2 separate regions of the Sus scrofa genome follow, and region 1 is linked to region 2. Evidence: chromatin contacts called from public HiChIP or PLAC-seq data. All regions are on one chromosome and are shown on one strand. Each heading gives the region's core, a stretch centred on a gene start, on an enhancer-like site or on the middle of the called end of the contact. The rest is flanking DNA. Distances are from core to core; before and after follow the strand shown.

Evidence for each region. HiChIP or PLAC-seq counts read pairs in DNA pulled down with a chosen protein or histone mark.
Region 1: an H3K27ac HiChIP or PLAC-seq map of alveolar macrophages shows a contact between it and region 2. The contact joins two enhancer-like sites. A contact is called at or near these places in 1 of 47 Hi-C or Micro-C datasets (epiblast stem cells) and 1 of 2 datasets of contacts at active chromatin or transcription factors (alveolar macrophages).

The regions. Positions count from the first base shown.
Region 1 is chr11:5,897,488-5,901,533 of Sscrofa11.1, reverse strand. No RefSeq gene overlaps it. Among named protein-coding and RNA genes, the nearest start is that of POMP, 54 kb to the left of the region's middle. Within about 2 kb of position 1,738, at least 2 of the 83 cell types and tissues checked have an H3K27ac peak or open chromatin away from gene starts, as enhancers often do. A contact at or near this core is called in alveolar macrophages, where this site is marked.
Region 2 is chr11:5,763,042-5,766,562 of Sscrofa11.1, reverse strand. It overlaps FLT1 (vascular endothelial growth factor receptor 1), which reads left to right. Exons shown (of 30, transcript XM_021065525.1): 3 at 1-175. Among named protein-coding and RNA genes, the nearest start is that of FLT1, 32 kb to the left of the region's middle. Within about 2 kb of position 1,537, at least 8 of the 83 cell types and tissues checked have an H3K27ac peak or open chromatin away from gene starts, as enhancers often do. A contact at or near this core is called in alveolar macrophages, where this site is marked.

The DNA of each region.
Region 1 (4,046 bases), core at 489-2,988, 130 kb before region 2:
ACCCTTCACCTGCTCCTCTTCTGTCTGGGGTCTCCTGCCAGGGTTTCCCCTTAGGCCACGGTCCATCTGGAGGTCAGAGTTGAAGGTTAGTGAACCTGGCCGATGTCTCTTTAAGCCCAGTAAAACATCAGCATCTCTTGAAGGGCTTGGTAAAAACAGATGGCTGGACCCCACCCTAAAGCTTCAAATGCAGCAGGTCTAAGGTGGGGGCTGAGAATTTGCATTTTTAACACGTTCCCAGGTGATCCGGATGCTACTCATCTGGAGACCACGCTGGTCCTGAGCCCACACCGGTGGGCTTCCAGCCGCAAAGGGAAGAAGGCAGGCGGGGTGTCGATCTGAGAAGAAAACCCACCAGGAGAAGGGAGTTAAAACTGTTCCTAGACCGCACAGCGTGGTCACAGCCTAGCAGACCTCGGGGTCCTCGCCTCTGAAGGGAAAGAAGCCTGTAAGCTTCCGTCCAGCGCCTTCCATGATCCCGCGGACGCCAGGCTGCAGGATCTAATGCCACGTGCTTTGGTGACCACGAGAACTCGTTACAGGTGACGCCGTTTTTCTCGCTATTGACTGTTGGTGAGCGAGGTTCTCGGGTGTCGGGATGAGCTGTGGGTGGCGCCTAATGTAGAGTTTTCTAATTGTTTTTCCCGTTGGATGTAACACTGTGGGGGGAGAGACCTCTGACTTTTCCACCTAGTTTCTCTCCAGATGAAAGGAGATGTTCACTCCTCCCCAAAGTAGGGAGACCCTGTTTGATTTGTGTCAAGCCAAACATCTAGGAGACGGTTTTAAATATTGCGGGAGAATGCGCCTACTTAATCAAAGCCCCATTTGTGCTCATTTTGCCTATGAAATCGCTTCACTCTTTCGCCTAGCGAAGACTTTTCTCTTTTCAAGAGCATGTGTTGAAACCAAAAAACCCAGTTGTCCTCCTGGTCATCGGAGGCCCTGGTGTGTGAGTTGTATGTGCTCCGAGTGTTTACGTGTCTCCTTGAGGTGTGGATGTTTGTGTCCTGAATGTTGACAATGATGCAGATGATAGATGGGCAGGGCTGGAAGGGGTGGAAGATTCCCATCTGCTCCTTGGTTCCCTTTTTGTCTTCATTCAGTTCTTCAAAAAACATTTCTTAAATGCTTACTCCATAGCTGGTTAAAAATAGATTCCCTCGCCGCAGTTAGAAACTACCACTTCCAGGAATCTGATGACATCTTTCTTTCTTTCTTTTCTTTTCTTTTCTTTTTTTTTTTGGCGGAACCAGCAGCATGCAGAAATTCCCTGGCCAAGGATTGAACCTGAGCAGCCGTGACAACGCCAGATCCTTAACCACTAGGCCACCGAGGAAATCCTTAAGACATCTTTTGAACAATCATTTTGCTTTCTCTTCGGGGTATCTCTGATCCAGAAACTTAAGCTGCTCTTCAATTACTGACTCATTTGTGGCTAGAAAGGCAATCCATTCATAAGTCATGGGGCAGGTGGCAGCTGGGAAATTTGTGTCCCAATTCTGACAAGTCAAAGACTTTCAGGTTTCTTCAGGGGAGACTTTCACTGGGAGCTTTTAGAAGCCTGGGCCTGTCTCTATGCCGACCTGTTTCATTCATTCGATAAATTTCACTAAGCGCCTACAGGGTCTGAAAACATGTTTGTTGTCCTGTGTGGGCTCCCTGTAAACTAGACCTAGGGGGTGTGTCTGTGGGTGTGGGTGTGTGTGAGGCGCTATAATCCAGGGTGCTGAGTTTTTCCAAAGACCGAAAAGTCCCTGTGGACATGGACAGAATTGGTCATTGCATGACTATACCCCCAATTGTCTAGAACATCTGGAGTGATTGGTAAATATTTGCTGACTGGGTGCAGTAATAGAAAAATAAACCAGGAGCTGTAGAAACACCGAGGATGTGCTGATTAACCCTGCCTGCGGGTGCAGGAAGGATCCTGATCACCAGGAGAAGAATCGAGAAAGGCCCTTCCCCCGTCTTCCTAGGAGGTCCAGAGCAGCCCGAATTATAGACTTAAATGTTCTATGTGTTTTCCATATCTGTGAGCCCTGCGTTTTGCTAGATACATTTTTTGTATTATTTTTTAGATGCCACATGTAAGTGATATCATACAGTATTTGTCTTCCTCTGACTTTTTTCACTAAATGTAATGTTCTCTAGGTCTATCCACATTGCTCCAAATGGCAGGATTTCATTCTTTTCATGGCTGAGTAATATTCCGTCGTATAGATACACCGTATCTTCTTTCTTCCTTTGTCTGTTGACAGACACTTGGGTTGCTTTTTAGCTTGGCTTTTGTAAGTAACGCTGCTGGAGTTCTGGGGTGCATGCTCCTTTTCAAACGACTATTTTTGTTTTCTTTGGCTATATACCCAGGAATGGAATTGTCAGAGCACCTGGTAGTTCTATTTTTAGTGTTTTGGGGGACCTCCAATTTTTAGTTTTTCACAGCGGCTGTACCAATTTACATTTCCGCATTGTACAAGGGTTCCCTTTTCCCCACATCCTCACCAACATTTGTCATTTGTGTTCTTTTTGATGATGGCCATTCTGACAAGAGCGAGGTGATATCTCATTGTGGTTTTGACTTGCATTTCCCTGATGATTCTTCTGGTAACTTGGAACATTTGCATATAGCATCCTGTTATAATGCAGAAGAAAACCCTCATTTGCAGATATATGGTGTTAAGCATCTTTTCATGTGCCTGTGGGCCATCTGCATGTCTTCCTTGGAAAAATATATATAAAGATCTTCTGCCCATTTTTTAATCAGGTTTTTTTTTTTAGTTGTATGAGCTTTTTATATATTTCTGATATTAACCCCTTGTCAGTCATAGCATTTTCAAATAATTTCTCCCAACCCATATGCTGTCTTTTTGTTTCGTCAGTGGTTTCCTTGGCTGTGTAAAGGCTTGTACGTTTAATTGGGTCCCATTTATTTATTTTTGCTTTTATTTCTTTTACTTTAGGAGATAGGTCCATAAACATGTTGCTATGATTTATGTCAGAGAGGGTTCTGCCTATGCTCTTTTCTAGGAGTTTTATGATTTCAGGTCTTAAATTTAGGTCTTTAATCTACTTCAAGTTTATTTTTGCCCATGGTATGAGGAAATATTCTAATCTCATTCTTCTACATGCAGCTGTCCAGTTTTCCCAGCACTACTTACTGAAGAGCCTGTCTTTTCTCCATTGCATATTCTTGCTTCCTTTTTTTGTAGATTAAAGGAGCAGTGACCAGAGCTGTGTGGGTTTATTTCCAGTCTCTCTACTTGGTTCCCTTGATCTATGTGTTTGTTTTTGTGGAATCTAAAATTTAAAGCGAACGGATGTATATAGCAAAACAGAAACGGACTCACAGATAGAGAAAACGATAGTGGTTACCAGTGGGGAGAGAGTAGGGGAGGAGCAAGACTGGGGATGGGCTTAAGAGATACAGGCTACTGTGTAGGAAATAGATAAGCAGCAAGGATATACTGTACAGCATGGGGAATTATAGCCATTACCTTGTAACAACTTTTAATGGAGTGTAATCTATAAAAATATTGAATTACTATGCTGTACATCTGAAACAAATATTAGATGTCAACTATACTGCTATATATATATATATATATATTTTTTTTTTTTTTAAAAAAGCTTCTCTTGACAAAAGAGACAAAACCAGCCTGGATTCTGCTCTAACCATGATCTCAAGCTGTCAAGGCAGCAGCCAGAAAATGTCCATAGACTTTTCTGTGTAAGTTTCAGCAGGCAGTCAGTTGGCAGTGGTAGATCGAAGCCAACTTTCTCATAACTTCAAATTCACTCATTGTGAACAGAAGGGACCAGAGCATTACCTTTCTGAAGAGAGGAGAGAAGGTACTAAGCCAGCAGCTGTCCCTCCCAGCCCCCTTCTTGTCCCCTAGTTATTTTTTCTTGGGAGTGAGCTGGGGGAGGGGGGTGGGTTGTGGGGGAGGATGTTAGGAGATGCCAGTGAATCTGGTAAAAAAAAAGATCCATAAAGCCAGACATTTCATGTAAATAGAAAAAAATGAAAGTTCCTGGTGGATTTA
Region 2 (3,521 bases), core at 288-2,787:
CGGAGGCTCAGCATAACGAAGTCCACCTGTGGAAGGAGCGACAAGCAGTTCTGCAGCACTTTGACCTTGAACGCAGCTCAGGCAAACCACACCGGCTTCTACAGCTGCAAATATCTAGCCACACCTCCTTCAAAGAAGAAGAGAGCAGAATCCACAATCTACATATTTATTAATGGTAAGACGTCCATTTTCTCCATTCTCTTTGCTCACAGCTTTGCAGGGGGTCGTAAATCCACCTGCTCCGTAGGAAAGGGGGCTTTCCTAGCGAGCGCGAAAGGAGGAAAGGGTCTAGCTGTGGAAACTTCTGGAAGGCGTTTTAACGCATCTCTTGAGTGTCAGTCTCAACCAGAATTTTCAAGGACCGGTCAGTCAGTCATCTGCTCCCTGAAGGGCAAGAGTTTTGTCTATTTTGTGCACCACTGTATCTGTAGCACCTAGAATATCGTGGGAAGAATAAATGAATGGCAAGACTCTAGTTCTAGAACTTTCTTAATTATTGAGAAGCCCCAAACGGAATACAAGATTTTTGTCCTTTAATACAGCTGCATTCTCTGATAGGCTGGAATTGTAAAAGAGTGTTTTTACTAAATTTGTGGCAGGAATGTTGCTAATGTCTTTTGAAGGTTACAGAGTTAACCCCAGTTGATGATGCCATGTTGTTTCATGTCCACCGAGCGAGTATTATGATGGAGGAGCTGGCATGTGTTATTACATAGTGAAAAGGGCGAGTCATTTTATGAGTCATTTTTGGGGTTGTCATTTGCAGGGTACTGTTTTTTCCCTCTTAGAGAAGAACAGATGAAATAACCTTCAGAGGGAGGAAATGCAAACTCCTGAAAGACATATAAAGTGCTGAGAGGAATGGATTGCTGGGAAGAATAAGGAAGATGACTTGTCCCTTGGCTCTTCCTTGTTTCATGCCAGCCAATCTCCAAAACTCAGTGGGAGAGATGAAAAAACCAACACTAGGCTCTCACATTAGAGCTGGAGGCCTGAGAACACGTGAAGGGAAATTCGTAGGCCCCTCGGGCACACACTCAGGTTAAAAAATGAAACAACTGGAGTTCCTGTGGTCGTTTAGCGGGTTAAGAACAAAACACAGTATCCGTGAGGGTTCGATCCCCGGCCCCACTCAGTGGGTTGAGGATCTGGCGTTGCCGTGAGCTGTCGTGTAGGTTGCAGACGCAGCTCGGATCTGGCGTTGCTGTGGCTGCGGTGTAGGCGGGCAGCTGCAGCTCTGATTCGCCCCCTAGCCTGGGAAGCTCCATATGCAGCCAGTGTGACCCTCCAAAGAAAAGGAGAGAAAGAAACAACCAGCCGTCAGTGTCAGCAGCCTAACCACACACTATGGGTCTTCCTCCCGGTGAGTTCAATGAAGAGCCAGCTCTGTGCCTTCAAGGCAGCACCGCAGACTTACATTTCGGTGGGAATAGTCTTTGAAACAAGGCAACTACACCACATGGTACCCAAGTGTAATGTGTAATTACCCAGATCCGGGATTAGTCATGGAAGAAGAGCAGCATGACGTGGCTGCAATAGCTCCTTAGCTCTTATCAGCCTGCTTTCAACTGAGTCACTTGTCTGTTCCTGCCCCGCCACACTCCTGTCTGCATTGTGCGGGGGCTGGAGAACCAGAGGCAACAGCATCCTAGCTGGTTACCGTCCTGGGAATGCAGCAGGCTGGGGATCTTGGCTTGGGGGAGGCAGAATGCCCCCTGTAAGAGGGGAGGGGCTCGGGGGGGGGGAGGGGGGAGGGCTGGGTTGAGGGGGGAGGGGCCACAGACCGTGTTTCGTGTTCTCTCCTCGCTCCCCGTTGTAGGTTGTGCTCTTTCTGGCACTCGGGGACGGAAGAAAACACCTTTATTGCCGTCTCTCCAGGGGCATGGGGGAAAATTCATTCATACTAAAATTCCCATAAAACTTTCTCTGTGGGTTTATGGGTCTGACTTGAGAATCAAACGCTTGAATGAGTAAAGGCAGACTGTCTCTCTTCTTTGCCCTAAAAAATGAACATTCAGTTATTTTCATCTCTTGCTCCTGTGTTACTCAGTAGACTTCAGGGTTTCTGGAGCCAGTAAGCAGGAGAGCAGAACCCGTCTCCTTCAATCCCCTTTGAAATCGGAAGAGAAACACGGCTGCTTAAAATGATCTCCGCTTGACCTGTAAAGGCAAGCAGATCTGGCAACTAACTCTTTCTTGGGGTGTGGGGTCAGTTGTCAGTGTAAGTCCCTTGAGGGTAAGGTCTACATCTGCCTTAATTACTTATATCTGCAGAGGGCCTCCCAGGGCAGTGCCTGGCTCACAGCAAGAATTCAGTCCTAGCTGTCAAATGAGCACAGGAAGTGATTAACAGGGCACTTGGAATTTTGCACTGCAGTTGACACTGAGGATGATTCCAGGCCAACCGGGAAAGACTGCCATCACTACTCGTCCATCTGGTGTCAGGCTGGGTGGGTGAACACTGGCAGCCGGGCCATGTCTGCTGTCCTGTCGGGGCCCACCGACTTCAGCATAAAGTTACCAGTCCCAGGATCTCCAGTCTCCTGTGCAGTTTGGTTGGACAGAAGGAACTTCTCTGTTTCAAAAACCATGTCCTTGGAGAAGGAAGGATTGCAAAAGGCACAGGTTGTGTTTCACAGGGTGTGACCATGGAGCACTGTGAATATCAGATGTGTTCACTGGGAAAGTCTTTGTGAGACGGTATTTTTAAATAGCACTAATACTGAAAGATATTTGAGGAGTTCCCATTGTGGCTCAGTGGGTTAAGAACCCAACATAGTCTTCGCTTGGAGCCCTGGCCTTGCTCAGTGAGTTAAGGATCCCGTGTTGCCCCAAGCTGCAGCGTGGGTCACAGGTGCAGCTCAGATGCCACGTTGCTGCGGCAGTGGTGTGAGCCAGCAGCTGCAGCTCCAATTCAACCCCTAGCCTGGGAACGTAGGCTGCAGGCGTGGCCGTAAAAAAAGAACAACAGCAAAAATTTGAATCAAGAAGAGCAACGGTGGCAGAGCATCTGAATCTTCCTTGTTAATTAGCTGAATTTGCAAATACTTAGGGAACACTTGCGAGGGGCTTGTAACTCCCGCCTTGAATAGAACATCAGTTTTGTTGTCTCTTTTCTGGTAGAGTGATGTGGGTCTCCTCGTGACACTTTATTAAAACCCAAGTTAGCTGTGATACACTTCATTAAGCAGTTGTAACTTCCAAGCAGCCTAACATTGTATGCATGTCCTATTTTCCTTCTTGTATTAATTTTGTTGCTGAGGAAATTTGGTCTTGGGCTGTCGTTTTTATTGAATGCTTACAAATTTGCAGGCTTCATTTTATTCAGGGCACAAAACTTGTCACTGTTGCCTCAGGATTGTCTCGCTCCAGCCAGTTCCTAATGCGGAGCTGTGGTTCCTTTCTGGCTGTATTCCCTGGTCATCATTCATTGTTTTTGAGTATTTACTGGAGAATATGCTATTTCATTTGGAGGATTTCTGCCCCTGGTAAGCATCTGCCAGATGTGTTGGCATCTCATT